Regions from separate parts of the Rattus norvegicus genome. Here region 2 is linked to region 1. A link is a contact called in public Hi-C data. All regions are on one chromosome and are shown on one strand. Each heading gives the region's core, a stretch centred on a gene start, on an enhancer-like site or on the middle of the called end of the contact. The rest is flanking DNA. Distances are from core to core; before and after follow the strand shown. Region 1 holds the start of Asap1 (ArfGAP with SH3 domain, ankyrin repeat and PH domain 1). Region 2 has its middle 100 kb from the start of Asap1.

Region 1 (6,961 bases), core at 1,332-3,831:
AGAGAGAGAAAGAGAGAGAGAGAGAGAACATGTGCACATCTGCCTGAGTACACATACCAAGGAGTGAACACAGGATCAAATGGGGTCTCTCACTGTACCTAAAGCTAGGCCAAGGCAACCATGCTGTCTTCACCCACTCACTCAGTGGGTGTGGATTTACCAGGGCATCTAGCTTTTTACATGCATGCTAGAGATTTGAACTCAGGTCTTTATGCTTGTACAGCAAACACTCTTCCCCACTGAGCCATCTCCCTAACACTCTCTTGGTCCTTCTTAGGAGGCAACAAGTCGAGAGCACGCAACAAGTGCTTAGTGTCACTGTCATCATCGCTTATGTAAGGATCATTTGTGCAGATTTCTAGAAAAGCCCTTGGAGCCCATATCAGATACACCAGTGAGAGAAAAAGAAGAGGGGAGGAGAAAATGTAAAGGGACCAGGAAGATCCCATCAGACACAATGAGACCTTGGTAGGGAAAACCCACGAAAAGCACAGGTACAAGGGGCTCTCGTTTCCCCTAGACCGCAGCCACCTGGGAACAACATGGAGCAGCCAGCTGGGAGGAGGGCCCAGACTAGGAAGGCTAGGCTTGAATGCACACATTCATCTCTAGCCTGCAAGGCCTGCATTGGTATTGAAAATCTATCTGGCTGTGGTTGGGGAGGACTGGAGAGGTGTAAGGAATTTCAATTTCCTTCACCAAATGGCAAGCTTGTGAAAAAGTCCTTTCTCTCCAACATTATCACATACTAAAAATGAAAAGCCAGCCACTCAGCTTTCAAGAAGAGGAAACTAGGTGGGCTGCCTGGCTCAGAGAGAGAGGAGGACTCAGAATCGAGACTTCTGAAAATCTCAACAGCACATTCTATGTCAAGACAGTGCCGGTTTGGAGTTTGTCTGTTTGAAACAAAAAAAAATGGAAGACTAGAGAAAAGCAATTCCCCATATAACAACTACCACTATACATTTCAAATCCATTTGGTAGCTGAATCCCAAATCCACTTGCATCAGTGAACAGAAATTGGACAATGTCTTTTCTTTTTCTTTCTTTTCCTCTTTTGCTAACTCTTAAAATCATCCTTCGAGTACTTAAAATCATTATGCATTCTAAACAGTAATTTTTAAACTCCTAATCTCAAAATATGTTCTTTGAGATAACTGCATGTCTCTAAAACGGCGGCAATAACAGATAAGAGAACAGGAGAAGGTGCTAAAGTGGAGACCGTTGAGAGACACAGTAACACTTGTGGCTGGCAGATCACAATCTGGCATAGTCACAGAGGCCAGGCCCCAGAGTTTATAGACTTGGAAGTTAGCTATTCCCAGCCAGGCCACCAAGTAGTTGTGTCCTTAGACAAAACAGGTCTCTTTCTGAAACTCTTCCACATTAAAAGAGAAAACAGTTGTTTTCCGAGATTCTTTTCTTCTATGGCCCCCTCAGCCCCATTCCCAAAGGCCTTCTAGTGGCCGAGCAAGAAGACCTGGCCACTCAGGCTAGAACAGACATGAAACTGGCCTAAAAACTAAATTCTGTGTTTTACAGTCTCAAAACATTACTCAGCAATCCTGTATCACTGCTATCCTAGAATCAATTCTGCTAAAACAACCTGATGGAGTCGATACAAGGAGGAAAATGGTCTTTTGCATCAGTATGCTAAGGGTAAGGTCAAGTTAACTTGGTCTAGACTTAGCTAAGCCTCTCCTTGATAAAATGAACCCGCCCTACGAGGGCGCGAGATGATGTATCTGGATGAATTAAACAGTAGAAAACCAGATACCAGCGAGTTTCTCTTTTTCCCCCCGTTTCGTTTAAACTTACTGTTGCTCTCATAAAAAGCATCAGGTTCCAAAATTGTACAAGCGGAAGACACAAGGCACTTCTCGGTTCCCACGGGGGATTACCACCCCCATTCCCGGCTTCTTTTGCTTTTAGTGGTCTGGGGCCTGCCTGGCAGCGCCATGTCCAGGCCGGGACCCACGCCGAGGGGAACTTTCCTCCGCTGCGCCAGAGACAATGCGGCGGCCAAAGCCCGCGCCTCCCCGCCGCGCGGCTCAGAGAGCGCCCCGGGATAACCGGGAAAAGTGCCGGGGAGGAGAAGGAAAGCGCCCCAGAGGGCCGGGAGAGCGCCCGAGGGAAGGGAGAGCCCCGATGGGAGGGGAGAGTGCCCGGGAGGACAGAGAAAGCGCCCCAGCGGACTCCGAGAGCGCCCCAGCGGCTGCCCGGGCCTCCTCCCTGAGCTGGGAGCCTTGCGCCCTGGGCGCACGCCCCCAACCGGAGTCGCCTCCGCGGAACAGGAGAACGCGCGCTCCGGCGCTGCGGCAGCGGAGTTCCCGGTCCGCCCCGCCAACCCCTGCAGAGCCGGCCGCGCGCCCCGCACGCCCCCGGCTGGTGCTCTGCGGGCAGACGGGGACACCCGGAGCCCACAGGGGTGTCCGGGTGGCCGTGCAACGCCCCGCCGCGCCTGTTCCCGCCGCCCCGCCGCCTCGCCACTCACCGGGACCGGGCGGGCCGCTGGGCATTATTCCATCACGGGCGCGGCGAGGCCGGGCGAGGCGCGGGAGCCGAGCGCGGCGCAGGAAGGGGCGGGTGACCATGTGCCGAGGGGGAGGAGGAGGAGGCCGGCGACGCGGAGCCGCTCTCTCGAGCCCGCTCGGCGGCGACGGCGGGCGCGGGCTGCAGGAAATCCAAACACTTCAGCAGGAAATCGGAATCCTGACTAAGCACTCCCGGCCCGCCGCTGCCCCGCGCCGGGGGCTCCCGCCGCGCTTAACCCTTGGCCAGCCGGCACACTTCAGGGCTCAGGAGTAGGACCGTGCAGGAGGAGATGCATGGGGTGGGCCTCCTTGGCCACAGAGAGCAGAGGTGGGGCTTATCAACAGAGAACCTTGGCCTTGAAGTGGGGCTTGCTAAAGCTAGGACACCAGAAGACTGTGGCCTCTCCCATCCCGCCATGACTTCTCCTAGGCTACTTTCGCCTGTTCCTTCCCGTCGATTTCTATCTTTTTACCCAGTGCCTGGAGGGAAAACCGTTTGGGTCAGCACACCACACTGATGATCTGGCATATCGCACATTCCGGTCTCTGAAGCCTGGTTGGAGAATGGCCTTTTCCTCTTTCCTGCAAATGATTCTTCCTTAAGCCTCAGTTTCTCAAATAAGAAAGGAGTGTCATAGTCTTCATTTGAAAACAAGATGCTTAGACAGGGATGTTGGCAACATCGGTGATACCCATGCTTGGGTATTGCTGCAATCTAGAGACTTCAGAGAAAGGAGGCTTCTAACTTGTAGGGTGTGTATTCTGCATGTCTGTGTGGACCTACACAGCTCAGGGGCAGGTCTGGCCTAAGGGTGTCAGTTTCTCCTTAATTACAGGTGATTGTTTTTCTTTGAGTCTTGTCTGTAGAAGAAAAGGTCAGCCACTGCATAGACCCTTTTCTGGTGAAATTAGAAATTCACCAGGACTCACAAGATTTGAGATTTTGTTTTTAACCTGAGGGTGGGAGACTTCGGGGAGGGCATGTTAATAAGCCTTGAGATGCCCCTGGAGGTTTAAGAGAACCAGCAGGGGAGTCTGGGCAGCCATTGGGAGTGATTCATTGTGGTTTCCCCAGGAAATGCCACATTTTACCTGTAGGCTGCAGTTTGGTGGTTTTGCTTGAGTGTTTCAGATTCCTCTGACTCCGAGATTTAGAGGAAGGACCACGTGCGTACAAGCGAGAACTGAAGTGAACATGCTGGGAACTGAAACTTGGGTACCAGCTTGTCTCCCAAGGACGAACAGACCTGTGCTTGGCAGCCAAATGCATGTCTTTTCTCCAACACTTTCACTGGTTACAGGTCACAGGAAAAACTCCAAGCTGGGCTCCAGGAACCCAACCAGGGATTCCTGTCCTTCACCTACCATCCTATCTACATTTGGGAAAGAACCTCTACCGGTCTGAAGTTGACAGATAAATCACAGAGCAGAAGTTGGGCCCTCACAGTTCCCCTAACCCTTTGATCCACTTGGGTCTGGCCCCCACACCGTCATCGCCATCACCTCCCCCAGCATCCCATCCCAGAATTCTTGACTGTCTCTTTTGTTCTGACTCACAGTGCCGAATTAGCACATGGGAGCCCCTCAATTAGTACACGTTGGATGTGAGGGGCATAGACTAGAGATCCAGATCTATCTGTCATCCAAGCATGGCAATACACTCTCTCTCTCAGCTCCCTGAATCCTTCACTCAGAGACTTGACGTGGATTGTTCAGTGTAACAGAAGAAGCGCCAATGGGCTCTACTAATGGCCCTGAGAATTTAACGCTGTGAATAATTAGGACTGTCAGTTGATGGAATGTAGTCTCATTGGCACATCAGCAGTTAATTATTCCCTCCTCCGTGCTTCCCCCCTAGCATCTCTGTTCATTAAAGGTCCTACCTATTTGGCCAGGGCATGGTGGCACATGCCTGTAATTCCAGCTTACTTGGAAGGATGAGGAATTCAAGGTCCTGTTTAGATACACAGGGAATTTGAACCTAATCTAAGATACTTGAGACCCAGCCTCAAAGACCAAAAAGATTACTTGTTGTATTCGATGCTGTATTAAGTGGTAAGCCTTTCTGCAGTGAAATGAAGGGAAGACTCCACATTAATGACCACTTTCTCTAAGCAAGGCCTTGGGACCAAGGTGAATTTAATCCGTTTAACATTGATCAGGGGACACAATAGTTTCTGGGCATGCATTTGTTCTCCAAAAAGACAAGGAAGAAATTGCCATTGAGAAGTTAATAAGAGATAAGGTGTCATCAGGATCAGGCCATGGGACTGTATGGGTTTGGGTACGGGGTACCAAGAAGTTGAGTGACACTTTCTGGAAGTGGCCGGGGGGCAGGGCTTAAAGTATTCGGAACAATGAGTGTGTGTCTAGGTGACAGCTGGCTCTAATAACCTGGACTCACTTCTAGTAACATCTGCAGCTACCCTCTGTCCCCCTCCGGCACACATCTCTTTGCTTGGAGTTTCTTCAAGGTAGTAGGATCTGCCTCACCTAGTACCCTATACCCCTAGGACAATTCCCCAGCCCACAAGGGGATAAAGTCCTCTGTTCTCTAATGGGGGCGGAGGGGCAGGTCTAAATGATCTCTAGATTGTTCTCAGAGGATCATCATGGGATTGAGTCCAGTGGCCTCCAGCAGTAACTGCCTTAACCCATCCTCTCACTATTCTCCCCCCCCTCCTTTGTTCTTCCTGGGTTCACTTCCCCAGATGAAGTAACCGCACCTAACTCCTGGTCTTCAGGTTTGCTTCTGGGACAACTCAATTCAAAACAGCAATTATCTACACATCCATGGTTACTGACTGTCTGGGCACTCCCTATGTGAGTGAGCCAAGACAGCAAAACAGGCCTCATAGTTGGGTAATACTGGAAGGTTCTGCATCATTAGAAGAAGGGTGCATGTTCAGTACCAGAAAACAAAAAGACAAAAACATTTTTGCACTACTTTATAGTTAAGGAAACTGAGGCATCTGAATGTTGAGAGACTTGACTGAGGCCAGTTAGTGAGTGGAGGAGCTGTAGACGCCACACTCTTTGCTACCCATACTGCCTTTCCTGGCGTTTGAAGCCATGGGTACCAGCTGTAGCTGAATATATCCTTAAATAGCAGGAAGAAGGAAGCAGGAAAAGACCAGGGGGGTCAAGGGAAGAAATTACTCCCAAAGAGAAGAGATGGCCAACATTCATAAATATCCCAGAAAATTCAGTGTAGTGAGGACCAAAAGGTGAGTATGTATTGCGTTGGACAGTTACACAGCTACTGACTTTTACCAGGGCTGTGTGGATGGAGGAAAGGGATTGGAAGCCAGATTGCAGTGGGTTGAGGGATGAGTGGGAGACTGCAAGTGTAGACAACTCTTTTGAGAAATGTGGCTGTCTAGCACGTGGGAGGCAAAGGTGGAGGCTTCTTAAAGATGGCCAGGCATGCCAGGATCTGTGGGTGACGGGAAGGTTCTGTTGGAGCAGTTGCAGTTACAGAGGCAGAACTGGGGGGCCACACGGAGGAGAGTGGGATGGGGCAGTCTCTGAACTATTGGAAAACCACTTTGTCTACTGGAGGCGAAGGCCAGTTGGTGGTATTCAGACCATCATGAATCTATCCTAGATTCACAGACTGGGAAGTAGGTGGGTCTTTAAAGCTCTCCTAGTTGAATTCCTTACGAAATTCGTGATCTGGACAATTAAATGAGGTTGATATAAAACGCCTCCAACCTCATGACGAAAACAGAATAAGAAGCTATTTTAGCTCCAAGTATGTTAGTGAATCAGGAGCAGTGAGGCTAAGCAAAGAGTTAGGAGACAGCTGGCACTGTATGCTGGCTGCTGGGGGTGCAGGGCACACTAGGAGGGACAATGTTGCTCACCTGTGAGGAGGAGGAGGGGGTATTTTTAACCATCATAAAGAGCAAGAAGGAGAAGGTTCTGAGGAGGAAGATAATGAGTTCCTGTTTGTGCTTAGTGCAGAGAAGGCGGTGTGAGTGTGGGTAAGAGACTCAGGCTTTGCAGGGCTGGGGTAGGGGCCAGGCTTGAGGGTGGAGGGAGGGGAAGGTAAAGGAGCCTGCATAGTTGGTAAGAGGGTGAGTTGGCACCTAAAAAGGCAACGCCCCATGCCAGCTCCTCACTGTCTTGTTTTGCTCAGGTTTCATTCTTGGAGCCATTGGACCAGTTCACACCTTATTATAAGGGGCTTCATAAACATTGAAGGACGACGAACAATATTCCTGGCTGCAATCAACTGGATGTCAGCTACAAAGCCTCGTCGGAAGGATCAAAGCCGTCACTAGACATTGTCCAATGTCTCCTGGCAGCAAAACTGCCTCCCAGTCGGAAGCTTTATTCTATCAACTTTTTCTCATTCTCAGATAATCATAGAATTGTTAGAAAGTGAACACTCTGGGGACTGGGGAGATGACTCAGTCAGCAAA
Region 2 (7,203 bases), core at 4,105-6,604, 110 kb after region 1:
GGAGTCTCCAAGAGATTCTTCTCTTTAATAGTGTACATTGTCAACTCTTCACTCTCTCTGGTAAGTAATTCTAATTAACTGTTTCATCAAGCTAGAATTGAGTGGTATTGTTATTGTTGGTATTGTTTGCTTTTGTTTACTTTTGGTTTTGTTTTTTATGTTATTGGTGTTCTACCTGGGAAATACAGATGCTTATTGATCTCCCCCACAAAAGTTCGTACAACACCTGCCCCTTCCCTCTTCCGAGTATGTATAGATCAGTGTAAATTTCCCTCCCATTCCTTTCCTCACACATCCCTTGTTTGCACTTCTTTCCCCCTTCTGTTCTCATTTCAAAAGGGACATCAATACTCACAATAAAACCATCTTCAGATGGCTGAACACGTGACAGGATGGGAAATGACAAACACCACCCCATCAAGGATGATTATTGTAATTTTCTCCACTGTGATAGGCTCACAAAGACCAGGCAACAACAGCCAATAATAGCAGTACACTTTAGTAGGTTGCTATGAGCCTTTGGCTCTGGTAGGGACTTTAGATAGAAAATGTTATTGAGGCATGGGACAAATCAATAAGGGAGCATCCCGACCCTTGTTTATAGTGTCAAGTCATGTCAATGGGACTAGAGTTCAGCATGACACCAAAGGTTGTTCTCTAGAAATAGTTTGGATGAGAAACAGGGAAACAAGCCTTCATTTCTTCACGCTCTCTGTCCACCATTAGCTTCACTTCCTGATTGTTTATTTCTATTGACTCTGTCTGTTTTAGACATCCAGCCCCTGCTTGACTCCTTTCTGAAGCAGGGTTAGAGACTGGCCTTGAAGTTCTTGTGAATGTTGGTCCCCTCCTTGCTCAGGCCTAGTGAGAAGCTCAGCTGTTACCTCTCTGAGCTGCAGCATGTATTCTAGTGTGTTCTTACTAGAGCATGGAGGCCCTAGCTTGGAGGGTCAAGATGAAGTGATGAAAGGACAAAGGAGGTGCATTGTGGATTGCGTTGTCTTTCTTATGAAACACAGCATCACTGCTTCTGCTTGGTCCTGTACTATGGCTGTCCTCCACTAATATCTAGTATACATGGTTGTTTTTTTTTTTTTGTCATTTCTTAGAAAATGTAGGCTGAGTCTCTGGACATGTGAGGTGCTTCCAATGTGGTTTGCAGTACTTGCTCTCTGGTGAAGAAGGAGAAGCAGTGAAGGGAACTTCTGCTGTGTTAGTAAGAACTGTATGGATTCAAGAAAGAGAAGTTGAAGTGGACCCAGATTAGCATGGAGGGGTATTAATGCCAGTGTCGGAGGATGTGGAAATTCGGAGGAGTAAGTTAAGTGAGATCATCTCTTATGGTTTTTCTGAAGCCAGGATCCCCATGTGCCCCTCCCTCCTTTCACCTATCTGTGTTAGGGCTTGCTGTTGGGTGTCTATACCAGGACCTTCATATAGAAGTGAAGAGATCAGTGAAAAGAACTTTTCCTCCAACTCACAATTTCATCTATCCTTATTTCTGGCATGGAGCCTAAGCTGAATCACTAAGTTTGCTGCTGGTATAGGGGATTGGAAGAAAGGGCAATTTCAAAGCCATGGTCCAGTCATAGGAGGAACCTAGCATCCTAACTCACCTAGAATACTAAAGGCTGAGGTCAAGAAATGAGTAGTGTCTTGCCTTTTTTGGTGCTGACTAGCTAGGAAAAGTTCCTACATAATCCTCTAGGAAGAACTATCCCATAAGTTCAGCCACCAGATGCCATACAAGTCCGTCCTCTCTCTCTCTCTCTCTCTCTCTCTCTCTCTCTCTCTCTCTCTCTCTCTCTCTCTCTCTCTCTCTCTTTCTCTCTCTTCCATGCCACTAATACACAATCCAAGTACTTAGTATGTATCAGGGAGAGGAAGGTTGACTTTTGCTCATATTAGCTCAGGCTTTGGTTTAAAACGCTCCTCTCCCTGTAGTGTCCATTTGTGTAGAAGCTTTATATATGTGTGCCATTGCTGTGTAATGAATCACCACCCCCCATACTTAGCACTGAACATTGAACTTAGCTCCCCTCATCACATAATCCTATTGGTCAGTGTGATGGTCTTTCTTGCTTGTCAACTAAACTATATCTGGAATGAAGTACAATCCAGAAATGGAGGACAAGCCTGTGATCTGGACTTTGAGGCTAGAAGATCCAAATCTTGAGGTGGGATGACACATGCTTTTGCTTGGCATATGCATTTAATCCAGACCTTGAGGCACACCTTTATTCTGAACCCTACCTTCTGCTGGATACCTATATAAAGACATTGGAAGAAGGAAGGGCTCATTTGTTCTTTGCCTGCTTGGACTCTCATTACCAGCACATCCACTGGAGCCTACTTCTTCAGAATTCCAGCCTATACAGAAGGCCAGCCGAAACACCCAGCATTTTGGGACTGAGCAACTACTAGATTTTTGGACTTTCCACTCACAGCTGGTCATTGTTGGGTTAGTTGGATTGCAGCCTGTAAGTCATTCTAACATATTCCATAATATATATTCATATATACTTATATATATTCATATACACACACACACACACACACACACACACACACACACACACACACACACACACACACACACACACACATATATATATATTCATTGCATTAGTTCTGGTACTTTACAGAGCTCTGACTAATTCAGCCAGGAATCTGGGAGCCACCAGTTGGGATCCTGCTGTCCACTAGGCTACCAGGCGGGGCTGTGGCTGTGGCTTGCCCACATCCCTGCTCTATCTACAGACCATGTTTTCTAGGCACTGTCCTGGGTTTGATCTTTGCTTATAAATTTTTTCTACCTTTCAGGTTTGTTTACAATCTAGGGAGATGAAAGCTTTCGGAATCATTAAGCCCTAGCTCCATTTTTTTGATGGCCCATTCCCCAGTTTGGCCCTCTCCTCTCACATTTTATTGTAAGCAGTAGGAAGAAGCAGGATGGATTCTTAATGCTTTGCCTGGGAAGATTCTTAAGGAGACATTGCAGTTTGCTGGCTCTACTCTACTTCCTACATAACTACAGCAGAGAGTGTTGCTGAGATTTCTGCTGAACCATCTCTCAGCTTCCAGTAAGGTTTTCTTTGATTCCTATGTTCTTAAAGTCCAAAATTCTGTACTCTTCAAGGAGTTTTTTATTTGTTTAGGTGTCTTTGAATACATGTTTGCATGCATTTATGTATGTATGCATGCATGTGATAATTGTTTTTTGAGACAAGGTCTCTCCCTGTACCTGGAGCTCACTGATTGGCTAGACTGTCTTCCAGTGCTAGGGTGACAGGCATGCACTACAAAGCCTGGTTATTTATATGAGTACCAGTGATCTGAACTCAGGCTCTCATGCTTGTGTGACAAGCACTTTGTTCATTTGTGTTCATTAGCCCTAAGTGTGATTTAAACACTTCTTAGTATTGCTTAAACTTTTTTGCCTTGTTCTAAGGTCAATCCCACATTCTAGACTTTTGTCAGGTAAACACTCCACTCTTACACCTAAATCTGTTAGTTGTTTACTTCTGTACAGCTTAGAGTAAGCATTTTCTTACAGGTTCTGTGGGTCGAGAATCCCCGTAGCTTAGCAGATGTTTCTGCCATCACGTCACTCATGAGAATGTAGTCAGGTTGACATTCAGGGCTCAGTCTCATCTCAAGATTCAACCAGAGACTGGGAGATCAACTCGTGTGTTTACAACTGTGACAGAGGGCAGGCTGCATCCTTTTACAGGCTGTAGGACTGAGGCCCTTAACATCTCATGGGGTGCTGGAGTTAGAGCCTTAGTTCTTCACTGAGCCATGCAGGCAGGCCTCCACACAAGACAGCAGCATGATTATCCTAGCCTGAGCAATTGAGGGAGCACAAGATGATATTTAATGTCTTAAATGTAACATCCTGTAGCTAAGATTTAGTCAGTTAGAGATAAGTTATTAAAATCTGGCTATAATGGTAGGTATATACATATAATCCCAACCCTCGGGCTAAGGCAAGAAGATCCTAAGTTTGAGGTCAATCTGGGACCTTTCTATGTATCTATCTATGTATTTATGTATCTATTTATGTATTTATATATCTATCTATGTATTTATGTATCTATCTATGTATTTATGTATCTATCTATGTATTTATGTATCTATCTATGCATTTATGTATGTATGTATCTATCTATCTATCATCTATCAATGATCTATCTATTATCCATGTATCTATGTATCTGTCTGTCTGTCTACTATATACTGGCTAACTCAAACTGCATAATGAAGTTCAATAGATGTGGAGGTGGGACAAGTAGGTGTAGTGATGATTGGACTATAGAATTAAGGAGGTGCAAGTGGGAGGATCAAGAGTTTGAGGTTATCTATACAGCTACATAATGAGTTTCAAGAACATTCCAGTTAGAAATAGTCAAAACTAAATAAGAAAACAAGTCATTAGTCCAGGCCACACTCAAGGTGAGGGAGTTACCTAAAAACCTTAGTAGTGGAGAGAGAATCACTTGAAAAACCTTTGAGACTGCACACTTAAATGAAAACATTTACAGGCTTGGTATTTACTGAGCAACTACTTCATTCTACACATTCTTCTAGGTGCTTGGGACATATTAATGAGAAAAACTGACAAAGATGACTCTGGTCTCATGGTTCTCCTGGGGGAAATTATTATGAAGGCACATGTGAACAAGATATATTTGAGGAACTTCCAGAAATACGGTAGAATGGAACTTGGATATGTACTGGGCATGAACTACAAAGAGTCCCTTACTAGGCTGTGTGTTTGGATTAATAACATGAGTAAGGAGAAGTTCTGCGGGTACAGTCATATGGTATGATGGGCTCCAAGACTATCAATAGGACAAGGGTAGGCGGTAGCTCCCATGAGAGATGATGGTGCCCTCCTCCTGCTTAATGAATTAAATGTGGGACTGTACAGGTGAGTAATATTTAGAAATCGAAAGGAATGGCATACTTGTCAGATGTTACAACTTGAATGAAACTTGGAAACATTATACTAAAAGAAATATGTGAGTCACTAGAGACCACATTCTGTATGACTCCATTTGTATAAAATGCCCAGAATGGACGAGTCATCCATGGAGATGGAAAGTAGATTAGTGGTTTTCTATAATAGCTGGAGAGGATGGACGTGGGGGATGACAGCTAGAAGATACTGGGTTTCCTTTTGGGGCAATGAAAAACACAATCTTAAATTGATAGGCCCAACTATACAATTCTCTGAATATAATAGTAACAAACTACATTAAATTGTACATAGTCAAAAGGTTACTTGTATTGCATGCGATCAACAAAGATGTTTTAGAAACAGCAAACAGTCTGGGGCTATAGCTCCGTTGGTAGAATGCTTGCTAAGTGTGAAAGCATCCTGAGTTTGGCTCTCAGCACAGCATGAACTGGATGTGGTGGGATTAGCCTCTGATTTCAGCACACAGGAGGTAGAGGTAGGTGGATGAGGAGTTCAAGGCCATCTTTGGCTGCATAGCAGTTTAAGGGCCCTGTCACAGTAAAAATGACAGTGACATCAACAACTATACTAACACCATCCCAAAACCCTCCTAAACACAATACGGAACCTAAGGCAGTTCTGCTGACTCTGAGACCAGTTTTTGGAGTCGCTTATCCCTTGCTGCTCATGGTTAGGTACCTAAACCTTTTCAGATTCTGATCTAAGTACAATTTCCCTCCATTTCCTTTTTGTCTCTTCTTTCCTATTTTTATGGGAATCTCATTATCGCATTTTTTATCCTCTGTCTTATTTGCATTTTTTCTCTACTTCAACCCATTTGGGGCTCCTGGTAGTTTGTTCCCAACATCACCTATGCGCCTAAGCCAGTGTGTCTAATCCTCCACTTATGACCCCAGAACCGTGGAGATAGCGGAGATAGGATCCAGAGCTTGCTAGACAGCAGCCCAGCTACATATTCAGGGGGAGACCCTTTGTGCACACACAGAGAAACCCAAGTCTTTCAGCAATATTGAATTTCTAGTCAAACTCTGCTACCCACAATCCAGAGAGTGACACTGCATGACTATTACTAGCCACCATCAGGTTCCATATCCAATGAGCATATTTTGTGTTAGGTTTTATCCGACAGCACTCTGAACAAAGCAAACAAGTTTCACATCTTTGCAAACATTTGCAGCCTAATAGGGACATGAACAAATATATAAGCGTATAGAACAGTCAGCAAGACAAAGGAAGCACTCACAAACACACCAAACACAGCCTCAGATGCAAATGACTAGGGTTAAACCTAAGATTGGCTGGGAAAGGACAGACAGATGTGCAACCAGAACATTCTCAGCAAAAAGAGGAGTTCAGGTGCAGGTCCAAATGTGAGAAAGCATATGTTGTCCTCTAAGAAACAGAATGGGGTCAAGTCAGTAAAAACTAAGGGAAGAACAGAGGCCTGGTTAGAGACTGTGAGCTGTCTCTCATGAGCTCGTGGGTGCTGTGAAAGCATTTGGTCAGGAAAGCATCATGGCACCATTTTTGTCTCAGACTGCTCCAAATCAGCAGGGATTGTCTTGGTCTACTCTGGACAGCTGTAATGGAATCAGAGATTTCTTTTTTATAGATCTCAAAGGTGGACAGTCCAAGGTTGAGGAGTTCATGTCTGTTGAGGGCTGGCTGGGTATGCCATCTTGCAATGGTTAAGAGGTATGCAAGAGGCAAGAGCTTGACTTCAGCTAATCTGATTGGTCCATCAGATCCAAACTCAGGTGGCCATGGTTTTATATACTGAGCCCCTTTCTACCCACAAGGATGAGGTTTTTTCCTTTTAGTTTGCTCTTCCTTATGGGTTCACTTTACTGGGTCTCTCTCTCTCTCTCTCTCTCTCTCTCTCTCTCTCTCTCTCGCTCTCTCGCTCTCTCGCTCTCTCGCTCTCTCGCTCTCTCTCTTTCTCTCTCTTTCTGTCCTTCTTTCTTTTAAGATATCAGGTTCTTCTTTTTTAAGATTTATTTATTTATTATATATAAGTACACCGTATCTGTCCTCAGACACATCAGAAGTGGGCATCAGATCTCATTACAGATGGTTGTGAGCCACCATGTGGTTGCTGGGATTTGAACTCAGGACCTCTGGAAGAGCAGTTAGTGCTATTAACCATCGAGCCACCTCTTCAGCCCTTACTGGGGGTTTCTGATGGTAATATTTTTCCCTGTATCAGAAATGCTAAGAGG

What was found. A called contact is a pair of places that touch in the nucleus more often than the background predicts.
Region 2: a Hi-C map of the A7r5 cell line shows a contact between it and region 1, with 3 times the contacts expected there. The contact joins the enhancer-like site here to the promoter of Asap1 in region 1. A contact is called at or near these places in 2 of 12 Hi-C or Micro-C datasets (the A7r5 cell line and the Rat2 cell line).

What each region holds. Positions count from the first base shown.
Region 1 is chr7:97,979,369-97,986,329 of GRCr8, forward strand. It overlaps Asap1 (ArfGAP with SH3 domain, ankyrin repeat and PH domain 1), which reads right to left and starts at 2,582. Exons shown (of 30, transcript NM_001044245.2): 1 at 2,495-2,582.
Region 2 is chr7:98,081,872-98,089,074 of GRCr8, forward strand. No RefSeq gene overlaps it. Among named protein-coding and RNA genes, the nearest start is that of Asap1, 100 kb to the left of the region's middle. Within about 2 kb of position 5,355, at least 7 of the 93 cell types and tissues checked have an H3K27ac peak or open chromatin away from gene starts, as enhancers often do. A contact at or near this core is called in the A7r5 cell line, where this site is marked.